Regions from separate parts of the Capsicum annuum genome. Here region 2 is linked to region 1. Evidence: chromatin contacts called from public Hi-C data. All regions are on one chromosome and are shown on one strand. The core of a region is the stretch at or near the end of the contact, and the rest is flanking DNA. Distances in the headings are between cores, read along the strand shown. Region 1 has its middle 13 kb from the start of LOC107855007. Region 2 holds the start of LOC107855037.

Evidence for each region. Hi-C and Micro-C count contacts between places; a contact is called where the count stands out from the background.
Region 2: a Hi-C map of leaf shows a contact between it and region 1, with 2.6 times the contacts expected there. The contact joins the promoter of LOC107855037 here to the enhancer-like site in region 1. A contact is called at or near these places in 3 of 5 Hi-C or Micro-C datasets (leaf and placenta).

Annotation. Positions count from the first base shown.
Region 1 is chr7:203,684,756-203,687,930 of UCD10Xv1.1, reverse strand. No RefSeq gene overlaps it. Among protein-coding and RNA genes, the nearest start is that of LOC107855007, 13 kb to the right of the region's middle. Within about 2 kb of position 1,365, at least 2 of the 5 cell types and tissues checked have an H3K27ac peak or open chromatin away from gene starts, as enhancers often do. A contact at or near this core is called in leaf, where this site is marked.
Region 2 is chr7:203,795,973-203,799,434 of UCD10Xv1.1, reverse strand. LOC107855037 reads right to left here and starts at 1,935. Exons shown (of 6, transcript XM_016700027.2): 1 at 1,049-1,935; 2 at 507-727; 3 at 1-53. The coding sequence starts at 1,138.

The sequences.
Region 1 (3,175 bases), core at 116-2,615:
ACTATTATAATATAATAAAATGTGATAATAACGAAAGTATTTAGAGAAGTCCGACTGCATATAAAATGGAGCAATAGTTAGTCAACTGAGAAATAAATTTCCTCAAGAAATCCCAAGAATTACACCTTTTTTTTGTTTGTCAATTATAATTTTTACTTATCTATTTTGACATATCAAGATAGATTTATTATTTCTTTTTGATATTGACCTAAAACGTAATTATATTCAAACTTTTCTTTTTTAAAAAAGTATAATTAATTCAAGTTGTTGAAATAGCTCTTTGTAAAAATGTTAGGTGAGACTGCGGACAATAGACTCTTGTGGTTCAATCATTTTCCGAATTTCATGCATAACAAGAATTTTAATGTATTGAGTTTCCTTTTTTTTTTTATAGCCTTTTTTTTTTATAATCAGTATATGCAAATACAGTAAAACGATCAACTTATTTATTGATTTTCCAAAAAGAAGTGTCAAATCAAAAATACATAAGTAAAAGGAAATGAGAAATTAATGTAATTTTCCTTTTTTGCATGGTATGAAACTATGAATCAAATCATAATGTCCATTCATTTAAATGTCAGTAACTATATTACATTGTCTTTTTCTACGTTTTGTTTTTGGTTAACTTACGTCCAATAATTTTTAATTTTATTTTTTTGGACAGTGACATCAGTAGGATTTTTTTTTCAACAACATAGCCAAAAGATTTGATGGTTTTGGCCCGTAAAATGGGGTAAAGCATTAATCTAGTTTAAGAAATTACGTTCAACTTTTTAGGATAAAGTTGAAATTGTTGTCCAATTTTTAAGTCAAAAAACGATTAACTAGTGTACACGCAGTGTGCTAATCATATGATTTGAAATTGGAATTCTGGGAATCATTTTACATTTTCCACATAATTGATTTATAAATTGTTTGCTTCACATTCAATATACAAGAACAAGATCGACAATATGAAGTGATTAATAGCTTAGTCAGATGTAAAACCTTGTGATTTTAATTATTAATATACTCCCCTCTGTGCGTTTTTCCTTATCATTTTTTCACACACCCCTTAACAAAAGTAGTAACTAAAAGAATAATAATTTGATTAAATTATTTTTATTTACTCTTTAATCTAAAATCTAAATATAAGAATACTTTGCTCTCCTTTTCAGTTTTCACTACATTAATGATCTCTTTATTGAATATGATCAAGGACAAAAAATCATTTCATCTTAATTTTTTAAAAATATTATGATGAATCATTTTAATAAACGCGACAACTTATAGAAGTCGGAGTAATGATTACCTATTTTTTGTCTCGTTCCATCGTCCAAATGAGATCGTATGATATGTTTACCCAAATAAAAAAGCATATGATATGAGAATATTCTTTTAGGATTCCTACATATATTAAGATTTTTGGCCCACGTAGGTCCCTAGCAATTAGTAATCTATTACTCCAGAAAAATAATACTCCTATGGTTTCTTTGTTTAACAAACTTATTTGATACACACCTTAAGGAAGAAAAAAAATTATATTTTTTACATATAATAAATATAATATTTTAAATAATCAATAATTTTTAATATTAGAAATAAAATGAACATAAATAAATAAATAAATTATATATTAACCCTTTAAATTAAAAAAATATTATTAAATATTTATTTTTATTAAGACGGATAAATAAAGAAACGGGAGAGTAATATTACTTCCATGCATGCCAAATTCTTTTTTTTTTTTTTTTTGGTTAACATGCATGCCAAATTTACAGGCTGCAAATATAGAATAGCCAAAACATGAGCGAGTTTCCTCAAAACAGAGTTCATACTTAGTATAACATCTACAAGTAAACTTGAAATAATTTATCAAGGCTAGCTCAGGATCGATCTTGTAATGTTATAACTTGTGTTGAACAACTATGTATAGTTCAGATAAGGGAACAGTAAAATTATTGACTATTATCATATTATTATATGGTTCCTAACTTGACTATAATTTGCATTTGTTGAATGGGTATTATTATGGGCTGCTAATTACTATGAGACCTTTTGTTACTGCATCCCCAATCCATCTTATCTCAAAGGTTTTGACAATTTCATTTTTTTGGCATGCAGAACCTAACTTTACAAATTACAATCATGGCGTGATTACTGCTTAAATTACAACACGTCTTTCAAGAGAATGAAAAAGTAGGCAGGAACAAAACCACTGGCTCTTTCAGACTTATGCTACCACATAAATATATGTACCATTTTTCTAGAATATGGTATTTAGTTAGAATATTTATATTTAATTTCTTAATTATAGTAAGTCTAATACTTAATGTAATGCACGCACGCACGCACTTTTTTTTACCCCTCCAACATAATTAATTAGGAGCTTTTACCATTTTTGTCCCCTTAACTACTCAAACCCATGACCTTACAATTGGAGGTGAGAATGTTTAGCATTCGAATAACCCCTCGTTATCGAATTATAGTGCATGATTAGTAGCAATAGCGCGCATAGCTATAACTCGTGATGTGTAGATTAGATGTACGTAATGAAATTGAACCTAGCATATACATACAAAATTAAAGTCCTGTCCTAGCGAAGTGAATAAAAGCAAGGAGACCAAAATACAAATAGCTCGTCCCAACGGTGGGCGGTGTGTCCACTGGATATAATAAACTATAATTTGAATGGAAGATTCCTTGATAAGTTCAAAATGCTAGACGTACAAAAACCTATACTTTTTTTTTGTCTGTTATAGCTGCTAACTATAATTTGTTGATATGCAACATCATATATGCCATACTTTTAGTATGAATACCGGAAACAAAAAGGAAGATATGGGTATTTTCTTATTTCTATCTTGTCTTATCTGGAAATCAAAACTATTTTAAATCAAAGGAGACCTAGTGCAAGTGTGCAACAAAGGGCCTGAATAGCTGTTGTAGAGCCAAGGGGTTCAATAATCTTATTATATTTCTGCATTATGTAATATAGTAAAATAAATTATTTTAATTTGATTTTATATAGATTATTGAATTACCAAAATATAAAAGAACATTTTTGTATGGTGACGAGAGCATCACTTACAAAAATTGCTTACGTCGTCATTGATTCAAATACCAAATATGGATTGTTCCAACATTTTTAGGTTTGACCAGTTTTGGTGTAGCTAACTGAATACCTAACGCAGCT
Region 2 (3,462 bases), core at 686-3,185, 110 kb before region 1:
TAAACGAATCGCTGAACGAATCCCTCGTCTCGCAAACAGAATCCGTCTCTTCCCTATCAAAACATTAAACAAATGCACCACAAGCTCATTTATCTTCATAATTACGAAAACAAAGTTGCTTATAACCAAATAACAAACTTAAAATGCTTTAACTTCAGGTAAACGCATAATTACCAACATAAACAACAATTCATTAACCCCTTTAGCTTCAAAAAGACAGAATTTGACCGGCTCAACGTGAAGCACAAGCAATGATTTTTATTACTTTCAAATACAAGAAATTCATATGACAAGAAAAAGGCAGCACTTTTCAAAGTTGACATACAATGAAACCAAACGGGTTCAAACTTCCCTAAAAAATAACCTTAGCCATAAAAATGTAATCTTTCGATAAAGGGGTATCGATTAACCCCCGTACTTCGCTCCCCCCGGGGTGGGGGGTGGGGGGCAACAACATATGATCAAATTGATATACCAAAAAAATGTAGCAACAAAAAAATAATTACCTCAGAAAATTAACAGAAGGCCTGCTGATAAAAATCTGAATAGCTGAAAGGTAAGGGACATAATATTGGACTAATGTTTCTCCAGAATCAGTTTTAATAGGAACTCCAGCACCATAAGCACTCCATTCATCATAACAATTCCAAAGATCACCCAATGTAAAATATTCAACTTTTTCTCTTTCCCATGGATGCCATAACCTATTCAAATTCCTCATCTCACTCTGCACATCAAAAATAAATAAATTAGTAATTACAGCATATAACAAATCACATTTAAAAGGCATCGGTGCACTAAAAGCTCCCGCTACACGCAAGTTCCAGAGAAGGGTCAGACCGCAACAGTCTATTGTATGCAGCCACACCTTGCATTTTTTTGCAAGGGCTGTTTACACAGCTTGAACACGTTACCTCACTTTACCGCTACTCCGAGGCTCCCCTTAGTATAACAAATTACGTTCATAAAATTAAAACAAAAAACAAATACAGATTAAACAAAAATATTGATATGGCCAGGACAACATGATTATAAAAAAAAAAAGTACCTGGGGTAGAAACTGGGAAGGGACTAATGGAGTTGTGCATTCCAAGAAACAATTAAGGTTTGATTGCAGTGACCCTTTTTCCTTTTCCATTATGCAAGAAACAAAAACAAGAAACAGAGAGAGAGAAAGAGATATCAAACTGTTTCTCTCTCTAAATTCTTTGAAGAAAATATTGACACAGAGGAGAAGAGAAAAACAAACAAACACAAAAGAGTAGAAATTGGAGAAAATAGAAAGAGAAATAGAAAGAAAAAAATACGGGATTTTGTACGATGTGAATAAATTGAGAATATAACTTTCTATATACGAAGTGAAAACATAATAAAAAAATACATGTTTTGACGTTTGGACAACTAATTAATTATTACACGAAAATATAAAAAAGGAAGATAAAAAGTCTTGAAAAAGTCTCTATTTTTTCTATCTTTTTCCGGTCACCGCAAAACCAACAATTCAGGCGTAAATTCCTATCTTCAGTCAAAACCCATTAAAAAGTTTCAATTTTTCTTACATTAAACTTAAAGAAAATACAAACACAAGAGAAAAAAAATAATTCGATACACTAAAGCTTTCACTATACACAAAATATAGAAAAGACCAAACCATAAGGTCTATTTTACGGAAAATAAGAGTCTTGTGTTGAAATTCAAATGAAAATAAAAGCGACCCACAAAGCAAAAACAAACAAATTGTGTACACAACAATTGCTTTGCAGCTTCTCTGTTTTTTTTTTTTTTTTTTAATGTTTAAGGAAAATGATGCAAAAAAAGCAAAACAGAATTAGGAGAAGGAAAAATGTCTAGCGTAATGTAAGAGAGAGAGATAAAGATAGAAAATGAGGAGAAAAGTTTATGATAAAAACGTTTGTGTTCACGCGAAGAAACAAAGCGTCTTTCTTTCACTTTGTATACTGTTATATAAAGATAGACAAAGTGACGAGGAATCCTAGATTAAATGGTAAAGTTATTATTACGTGATTAAATAGGTATTTGGTCATAATTTTTATTTTTTTAATTGTTTTTGAAATATCATTTCATTTTAGTGAAAATAGTCATATTTTATTTCTATTTTTCTCATAAAATTTTAAACACAATTCTAATTTACGATCAAACACAACATTAATTTCAACTTGAATTTTAATTTTTATTTTCATGACCAAACGAGGCCTAAAAATATAAAGTAAAAATATGTTTAATAGATTCTTATGATTGGATCTTTTACAAATCAGCACCTAATGAAGGGAATGTTTACCTTTTTTAATATCTTTTTAAACCTAGATTTTATCTTTATCTAACAACCTACAACACTAAAAAGGGGGTCAAAATCATTTTCCCTCACTAACTTTTTCTTAAAAATCAAACTCCCCCTTTGAACAATAATCATACTCCCTCTTTTATTTTAATTGACTTTTTAAAATTTTTATTTTACCTTTTATCATCAATTTTTTTATTTTTTTTTTCAAACTTCTTTAAAATCATCATATTTCATTTAAGAAAAAATTCATATAACAAATTTCTCATAAAAACATAAACATTATTCATACAACAAAATTTTCATAAAAACATAAATATTATCTTCTAGAAAAAAAAAGTAAGAAATATATAAGCTAATGATGATCTTTATGAAGTAAATTAGCATAATAAGAAAATTAGTTTTATTAATAATAATCAAAGCTATAATATTTATTTTAACAAGTGAAAATAATAAGTACTACTAATTTTGTAAACAATTTTAATGCAGAAAATACAAATAATAAATGAAAGAGATAAGCTTCAAGTACCACCTCGAACTATGGTCAAAGTTGTTATGATACATTCCAACTTAACAAGGGTCCTATTATCCCGTGAACTCAAATTTAGCTTATTTTTATCATTTTTTGTGCTAATATAGCACCTTTATTACATAAAATGGAGTCCATATTAAAGGTGTCATGTCATCTAAAACGATTGACAAAAAGTGTCACGTTAGCTAAAAAGATTGACAAAAATACGCTAAATTTAGTTTAAGGGGTAATAGGACCCCCATGAAGTTGACGTGTGTCGTAGTAAATTTGGTCATAGTTCGGGGATACTAGATGTTTTTCTCGAATAAAAATAAGGTCAAATTTTAAAGATTATATTTATTTATATAAATTATAAAATATGTAATACTCTATTAATGACAATCACAACTTATTTACTGATATAGACAATAGATAATATCGTTTCTTATCACTTGATCCTCATGCTAAAAATAAATGTTTTAATTTATTTGCTCAATTTGTGAAATCAAGAGAATTGAATTATATATATTTTTTACACTTTAGTGTTAAATAACTATATAAAGTAATAATATAGACAAATTTAAAGTTTCAAATTATCATTAATAAGGTTAATTTAGCAAAATATACCTCTAACTAATTTTTCTTAAGGATT